Linked DNA regions of Mus musculus: region 1 is linked to region 2. The links are chromatin contacts, called in public HiChIP or PLAC-seq maps. All regions are on one chromosome and are shown on one strand. Each heading gives the region's core, a stretch centred on a gene start, on an enhancer-like site or on the middle of the called end of the contact. The rest is flanking DNA. Distances are from core to core; before and after follow the strand shown.

Evidence for each region. HiChIP or PLAC-seq counts read pairs in DNA pulled down with a chosen protein or histone mark.
Region 1: an H3K27ac HiChIP or PLAC-seq map of embryonic stem cells shows a contact between it and region 2, with 5 read pairs. The contact joins two enhancer-like sites. A contact is called at or near these places in 2 of 15 datasets of contacts at CTCF or cohesin (large pre-B cells and stem cell-derived epiblast-like cells), 5 of 484 Hi-C or Micro-C datasets (the G1E-ER4 cell line, the HPC-7 cell line, bone marrow-derived macrophages and 1 more), 3 of 115 datasets of contacts at active chromatin or transcription factors (astrocytes and embryonic stem cells) and 3 of 9 other capture datasets (embryonic stem cells, liver and pancreatic islet).

Annotation. Positions count from the first base shown.
Region 1 is chr1:37,128,223-37,131,949 of GRCm38.p6, reverse strand. Vwa3b (von Willebrand factor A domain containing 3B) reads right to left here. Exons shown (of 28, transcript NM_001370828.1): 14 at 2,890-3,066. Among named protein-coding and RNA genes, the nearest start is that of Gm37020, 20 kb to the left of the region's middle. Within about 2 kb of position 1,744, at least 11 of the 459 cell types and tissues checked have an H3K27ac peak or open chromatin away from gene starts, as enhancers often do. A contact at or near this core is called in embryonic stem cells, where this site is marked.
Region 2 is chr1:36,812,854-36,816,141 of GRCm38.p6, reverse strand. Tmem131 (transmembrane protein 131) reads left to right here. Exons shown (of 41, transcript NM_018872.2): 23 at 1-33; 24 at 146-255; 25 at 621-687. Among named protein-coding and RNA genes, the nearest start is that of Zap70, 53 kb to the right of the region's middle. Within about 2 kb of position 1,496, at least 37 of the 459 cell types and tissues checked have an H3K27ac peak or open chromatin away from gene starts, as enhancers often do. A contact at or near this core is called in embryonic stem cells, where this site is marked.

The DNA of each region.
Region 1 (3,727 bases), core at 495-2,994, 320 kb before region 2:
GCCATGTGGGGCGGGGTCACCTTGAGGGAAACCATTTAACTGTGAACTCCATTGCTTTGATAGATGCAGAGCTCCCTATACTTTATATGAATCCAAGCTTTCATTCTCTGAAATGCATGCCCGCTACACCAAGGACCAGGTCTTACAGCAATTAAACATTGGCTTTGATGGAAACCACCGGACTGCTTTCCAATGTGGCTTGTATTTTATCCTCCAGCCAACAATGTGTTAGTGACCCTGTTTCTCCCCAACCTGCCAGCATGTAGTTTTCTCCGCCATTCTGACAGACATGGAGTGACATGTGCTGTAGCTTAGGTAGTATTCCTCTAAGGCTGGTAGCATCTGGCCTTCTGGGCTGTGCTGGTGGCATCTGGCCTCTTGGCCTGTGCTGGTGGGATCCAGCCTCCTGGGCTGTGCTGGTGGCATCTGGCCTTCTAGCCTGTGCTGGTGGGATCTGGCCTCCTGGCCTGTGCTGGTGGGATCTGGCCTCCTGGCCTGTGTTGGTGGGATCTGGCCTCCTGGCCTGTGCTGGTGGGATCTGGCCTCCTGGCCTGTGCTGGTGGGATCTGGCCTCCTGGCCTGTGCTGGTGGCATCTGGCCTCCTGGCCTGGCTTCTTTCCCACTTCTGTTGGGCCTCCTCAGTGGAATGTCTGATGTGTTTCCCAGGTTTTCTAGATGGACACTTTTTGTTTGTTTTTATAGCCCTGGGGTTTGAACCCTGGGTACTCTACATGCTAGGCCACTACTCTACCACCAACTTATATATCCCAGCCCCACTTTAAGTTTATGACAGGGTCTCATTAAAGTTCCCAGGCTAGCTATTCTAGTTTACTTTCTGTTACTGTGATAATACATTAGAAAGTACATAATATAAAATAAGCCAGGGTTTATTTCATTGTATTTCATCCTCTGAGTAGCTGACAGGGAAACAAATATTATATAATTTGTTATAATTTATATATTGGAGCCTGTGATTTACTTTGCGCATGCGTGCTCTCTGTGTGTGAAGATCAGCACTTAGACTGGGGTTTTGCCTGAGGACTGTCAGTTGTTCCAATTATTTGTTGAAAAGGTGGTCTTTCCCTCTTGGAATTGTTTTGAACCTCTGTCTAAAAGTCGGCAGGTTTGCTGTGCATGGGAACTCCTGCAACTGTTCCAACAGGGTCTGCAGCTCTTTCCCCACCAGGTTGTTGTCATTAGTATAGGGTGATCTCAGAGCACAGTCCCCTGAGGTCCTTTTGTCTGGTTCGGTTCTCAGAGGGTAGTCTCCTCAGACCAAGAGTTGTTCATATCTCTGATTTGTCCTGATAACAGTTCTAGGTCTCTACATACAAGAAGGAGAATGACGGCCGGGCAGTGGTGGCGCATGCCTTTAATCCCAGCACTTGGGAGGCAGAGACAGGCAGATTTCTGAGTTCGAGGCCAGCCTGGTCTACGGAGTGAGTTCCAGGACAGTCAAGGCTATACAGAGAAACCCTGTCTCGAAAAACCAAAAAAAAAAAAAAAAAAAAAAAACGGAGGAGAATGAGCAGTAAGCACGGTTTCCTACAGAAGAGCTCCCTGAGTTGATGACCCACAAATGTTGCATGTTCTGTCCTTGGGTTTTCAATTGTTCTTTGAAGCTGCAATGCCTGGTTAAGGGGGTGTGTAATATTCACTTCCTCACCTGCCTTTACAAGGAAGCCAAGCTGCCCTAAGGGAAGGTGACCTTCCTCAGCCTACCCCAGAGTAAGGGGTGTGGCTTTTAGAATAATAAACAGCTGGAAGCTGGAGCTGAGGCAGGAAGTACTGCAGGACTTCCAGGCAGGCAGAGATGCTGAGGGAAACAGGAGGAAGAAGAATGGAGGCTCGGCTGGAGTTGAGCAGAGCTGGAGTCCGGCTCTGAGGAACCATGTGGAGAGATGAAATGGCGGAGAATTGGACACTAGCTGAGAGACTGAGTCAGCAAAAAAAATAAATAAATAAAAATTAAAATCCCAATGCCTTTAAACTATACAGATGTCTCCACGCCTTAACTGAACCTCAAGCAGGAGCCTTAAAAACCTGGCAAACATTGAAATCACATCCTCAGGCCAGGGCTAGAGGGTCAGGGAATACTTTCAGTTACTCTGTCCCCTTTCCCCATCAGTGTGAATTATTTTATCAGATGGTCACATAGTTGCATTCCTTGAGAAGTTAAGAGGTAGCTAGTTAAAGGCCAGTATACGTGTGGTCTGGAGACATGGCCCAGTGGTTAAAGAGCGCTGGCTGTTCTTGCAAAGGACCCAGGTTCTATTCTTGCTTTGTTTTGTTTGTTGTTTTTGTTTTTGTTTTTGTTTTTGTTTCAAGACAGGGTTTCTCTGTGTAGCCCTGGCTGTCCTGGAACTCACTTTGTAGACCAGGCTGGCCTCGAACTTAGAAATCTGCCTGCCTCTGCCTTGCACCAGGGTCTATTCTTAACAGCCCTGTGGTGCTAACCATCTGTAACTCCAAGGCATTTGAGGCACTCTTCTGACCCCCATAGGCACAAGCATATTGCACGTAGACATACACGCAAACAAACACCTACACACAAAAGCAACAACTGAGGAGGAGGTGGAAGAGGAAAATGAAGAAGATCACAACAAAACTTACTAAGATCCTTGGGCCATTAGCCATGATAGGAGTTCCTGGCTTGTACCTGTGACCTTGATCCAGGCTCACATTGTCACAAGTTCTGAGATCCTCAGGCCACATTTGGACCAACCTTGGGGCATCATTACTGCACCAGCTGCTTTGCTTAGTTTTGTGTATGGCTGCAGTTCTCCCAGCTCAGGAGCTGATCTTTGAGACTCGTAACACTCTAATGAATGAATGCACGAACGAATGAATGAATGAGTGAACCATTTCCTCAGTGTGCCAAGTTCCCACCTGAGTATCCTGAATGGGATCCTTGCAGCCAAAGTTATAAGCTCGGAACTCGCCTCCGGTCAAGGCAGCAAGCTCCTTCAAGAACTCGTTCGCAACCTCATCGTTGTAACTGAAGGAGATGGCACAGATGGGGATGTTCTGAAAGAGTTTGACGTGGTCCATCACCATTTCTGGTGGCTGAAAAGATAACAAGGAGAATTTGAAGCCCTCTTCTGGCCCCCATACGTATCAGGCATGCATGTGGCAAACAGACATACATGCAGACAAACACCTATGCACAAAAGCAGTAATACAACATGTTTTTGGAAAGGGTAAAAGAGAAAGACAAATGATATAGTGTAAAAAAATAAATTCTTAGTATTTTCCACAGGTGGTCAAATTCTGAGATAGGAGTTGCTCACACAGTGTGTGATGTTTTTGTCAATATGTTAGTTCAATCCAATAAGCAAACTGCCTACCAAGGAGCATGGAGCCCCAAAGGCCACGCACAGTCTTCTCCCACTGAAGTCCCACATTGTGGTAGGAAAAAGGTTTGACAAGCAGAATCACCTCAACTTTAAGTGCATCTCAGCATAGAGGTCATGCAGTTGGGCTGTGGTCTGGGCTTGGGTGGAGAGCCATAGGAAGAATATCCTGGCTACTAGGATCCCATGTGTGGGTACCTGGCTTCCCAATTTGGCTTCCAAACATCTCTAACAAAAGAACAATTTCAGCTTTTGCCAAGTTGTAGTCCATTTGCTTTTGAGAGATAGAGGGAGAGGTTAAATGTTCTTTTGAGAACTGGGTATTTTATTTAGGGCCTATGTGGTACTTTGAATGAAAATGGTCCCTCAAGGCT
Region 2 (3,288 bases), core at 247-2,746:
AAGTTCCCACTCACTAACACAAACTGTTCTTCGGTAAGTGTTCAAATGGCCTAAACAGTCAGCAATGGGCCACGCGTGGTTAGAGAGCCGACGCTGTAATTCCTCTGTAGGGATCTCCACTAATGCATCTGGGCTTTGCTTTAAGGAAGAAGAGATTAGCTTAGAAAACCCTGCAGACGTCCCTGTCTACGTCCAGTTCATCCCACTGGCTTTGTATTCCAACCCCTCCGTCTTTGCAGATAAGTTAGTCTCAAGGTAAGCACTCCTTAGCTGGTCAAAGGGTAAACGCAGAGTCTGGCTTTATGGCTGAAGTTGCCAGCAGTTTCCTGGGAGTGGGTTGGTATTGAATTGAACATGAAGAAAAGCTTTCAACAGGTGTAAATGGGGCGCTCACATTTAACAGATTTGTAAAGGGACAACAGACAAAATAATTCCACTAATTCCTTTTTAAAAGTGAACAAGGTATTAATTATAAGTTAGCCTTTAGTATTAATATGGTATAATGCTACTGGTCCCAAGACCTGACAAAAGATAAATTTGCAAATAAAACCTCAAGTTTGGCTATCCTCCATAGTTCCTAGTTGTGATGTTTATGAAGATAAACGTGTTTTTTATTTTAGGTTTAACTTGAGTAAGGTGGCCAAGCTAGATTTGAGAACACTTGAATTCCAAGTCTACAGGAACAGCGTAAGTACAACAATCATTTACTCTGCTAGGACCAGGGCCAATGGGAAGGACACCTGCGGGCTGCCCTTAGCCTGGCTGAAGGCAGCTATTGCAGTCCAGGAATTGACTTAGAGGCAGAGGAGAGCAGGAAGAGTCAGGGCTGCAGATACACAGGGTATGTTAGACGGTTCCTCTTTGTGGGTATTAACCTTAGAGTCAGCAGTCAGCCCACGATAGCTCAGCATAATGCCACCCAGAAAGTCTGAGGCTGTACATGAAATATGCTAATGCAACATTTTATTTTTAAGCGTTAAAAGATTCAACTGAGCTGGGCGTGGTGGCACACGCCTTTAATCCCAGCACTTGGGAGGCAGAGGCAGAGGCAGGTGGATTTCTGAGTTCGAGGCCAGCCTGGTTTACAAAGTGAGTTCCAGGACAGCCAGGGCTACACAGAGAAACCCTGTCTCGAAAAACCAACCACCCCCCCTCCAAAAAAAAGATGCTTCCTGATAAAATTGTAAAACCTGTGAATGTGAGACCAATACCTGGCACAGCTCTGTGTGTGTGTTTATCTCGATAGATAATGTTGACTTTAAAGTGTATAATAAGTTGATTTGTTCTGGGGGTGAAAGTGGCCTCTATTATTCAGGTAAGTGTCTGCTAGCCACTCATATTGTATCAGGCCTTGATGTGGAGGGTGCATGTCAGCTAGGAAGGTTTCACAGGGGCCAAAGCCCTGCAGGCTGCCTGGGGTCTTGTGCTTCATTGCCTTTCTGCCTTATTCAGATGAGAGTGTTTGTCCTTCCTGTTTGGACCACATAGTGCTATGTAGGAAGTCTCCCCAGCCTCGTCCAGCCAGCTGCTTTGTAGTTCTTCATCTCTGCCACAGCTGCAGTCAGAGCCTAGAACTCAGACAGCAGTTTAGACACTCCCGATTCCCTGTATCATTCTCTTAGGATCTCGCCTTGCTCCTCCCATCCATAAATGCCATTGTAGCAAGCACTGGAAGTCATTGAGAATGCCCAGTTACTAGAACTTGGTTTCTTCTGCCTTGATAGGGAAAATACAGAAGTCAATGAGCTGATGATCTCATGCAGTCGCATTTGCAAGACATAGGACCCTGACCTAGACTCTAAAGGACAGATGGATGAGGAAAACCTCTGGACCTCAGGAGGTTTCCACAGAAGAAATTCTCAGTGTGAAACTCTAATTGCTGAGAGTCCTTTAAACATGCTTCCTTTTCTGTCCTATCCAGTTCTATCCAGTTCTATCCAGTTCTAGAGAGTCATGAATTCATGTTGAAATTGAATAAATTTTGTTTGCTACTGTTCAAAGACATTTTCTTTTCATTATAAATGCAGACTGGGGAGCAAACAGTGGCTACAAGGGAGGTTTAGCACCGTGTCTCGGTTCACACCTAACAGCTGTGATCGGTAGTACAAACAGCATCCTAAGAAAAGCAGATGTGTCTGTCTGTATTACTACAGAGGGGTTTCTGAGGTTACCCACGGGTCCCCTGCTCAGTCTGTCTGACCCTTAAGAGCTTACCACGGCACAAGTATGGAGCCCGTTAGTGCTGTGTCGGGGCACCATACTATCCCAACGTGCTTTTCAGACCATCAGAGGTTAAATGAGTTAGTATTTTGGAATACATACAGTCTTTCATTGTGCTCATAAGTGGGGCCAGCATGATGACAAACAGACTTAATCCCAGCACTCAGGAGGCAGAGGCAGATGGATTTCAGTGAGTGTGGTGCCTGCCAAAGCTACATACATAGTGAGAGAGAAAGGGAGTGGAGGCGATTGCCAAGAATAGCTTATCAGAAGGAGCTTTCTCAGCGGGCGTTTCAGAACAGTCAGAGTATTCTGTTATCCTGGTAGACTGTTGATAAAGAACAGTGCTATCTGTAAAGGGAGACCTTTTACTTCATAAGCGGGACTTACGTAGTGCACGTCATCAGTCCACGTGGTGTGGTATGTTTGTCAGTTCCCACTAACACAGCAGAACCCAGCCATGCCAAGAGAAGTAGAGAATGGCACACAACTCACCCTTCCCCAGAATATTTAGTCTTCTTTAAAAAAACACAAGAGTGTGTCTTTGTGTTGAAACAGTGTTTTTTAACATAAAAACAAAACAACTCTGAACCATTTTAAAACTGGTCATAACGTCTTATTTTAAATTTCAGATTGGGTTATATCTTAAATCAAGTCTCTACAAAGCAATAAATAGGTACTTAGTTTTCAAAATGGGATTAAAGATTATTAGTCAGGTCATGTATAACTCAACAGCACACATTGACTTGGGGTGGGGGGGGGGGCGGCGGGGGGAGTTCTCCACTTCCAGCAGGGCTCCCTACCCAGGCTGCAGTATCAGTAGGACTTAGGGTGCTGATTGTCAGTCATGAGTATTGGCTTTATAGTAATGTTTTGATCTATTTGTCTTGGGTCTGTGTCCTTTCCTATATGTGAATTGTATTTCAAATTTAAAAACAAATACACATGTACATGTTAAAATTATCTGTATACAAACATAGAATGTGTAGTTCAAACTCGAAGGCTTTGTAACTGGGAAATGAAGTCTGTTTGTAACTTCGCACAGACCATGGGTGCTCCTTCCCGCCC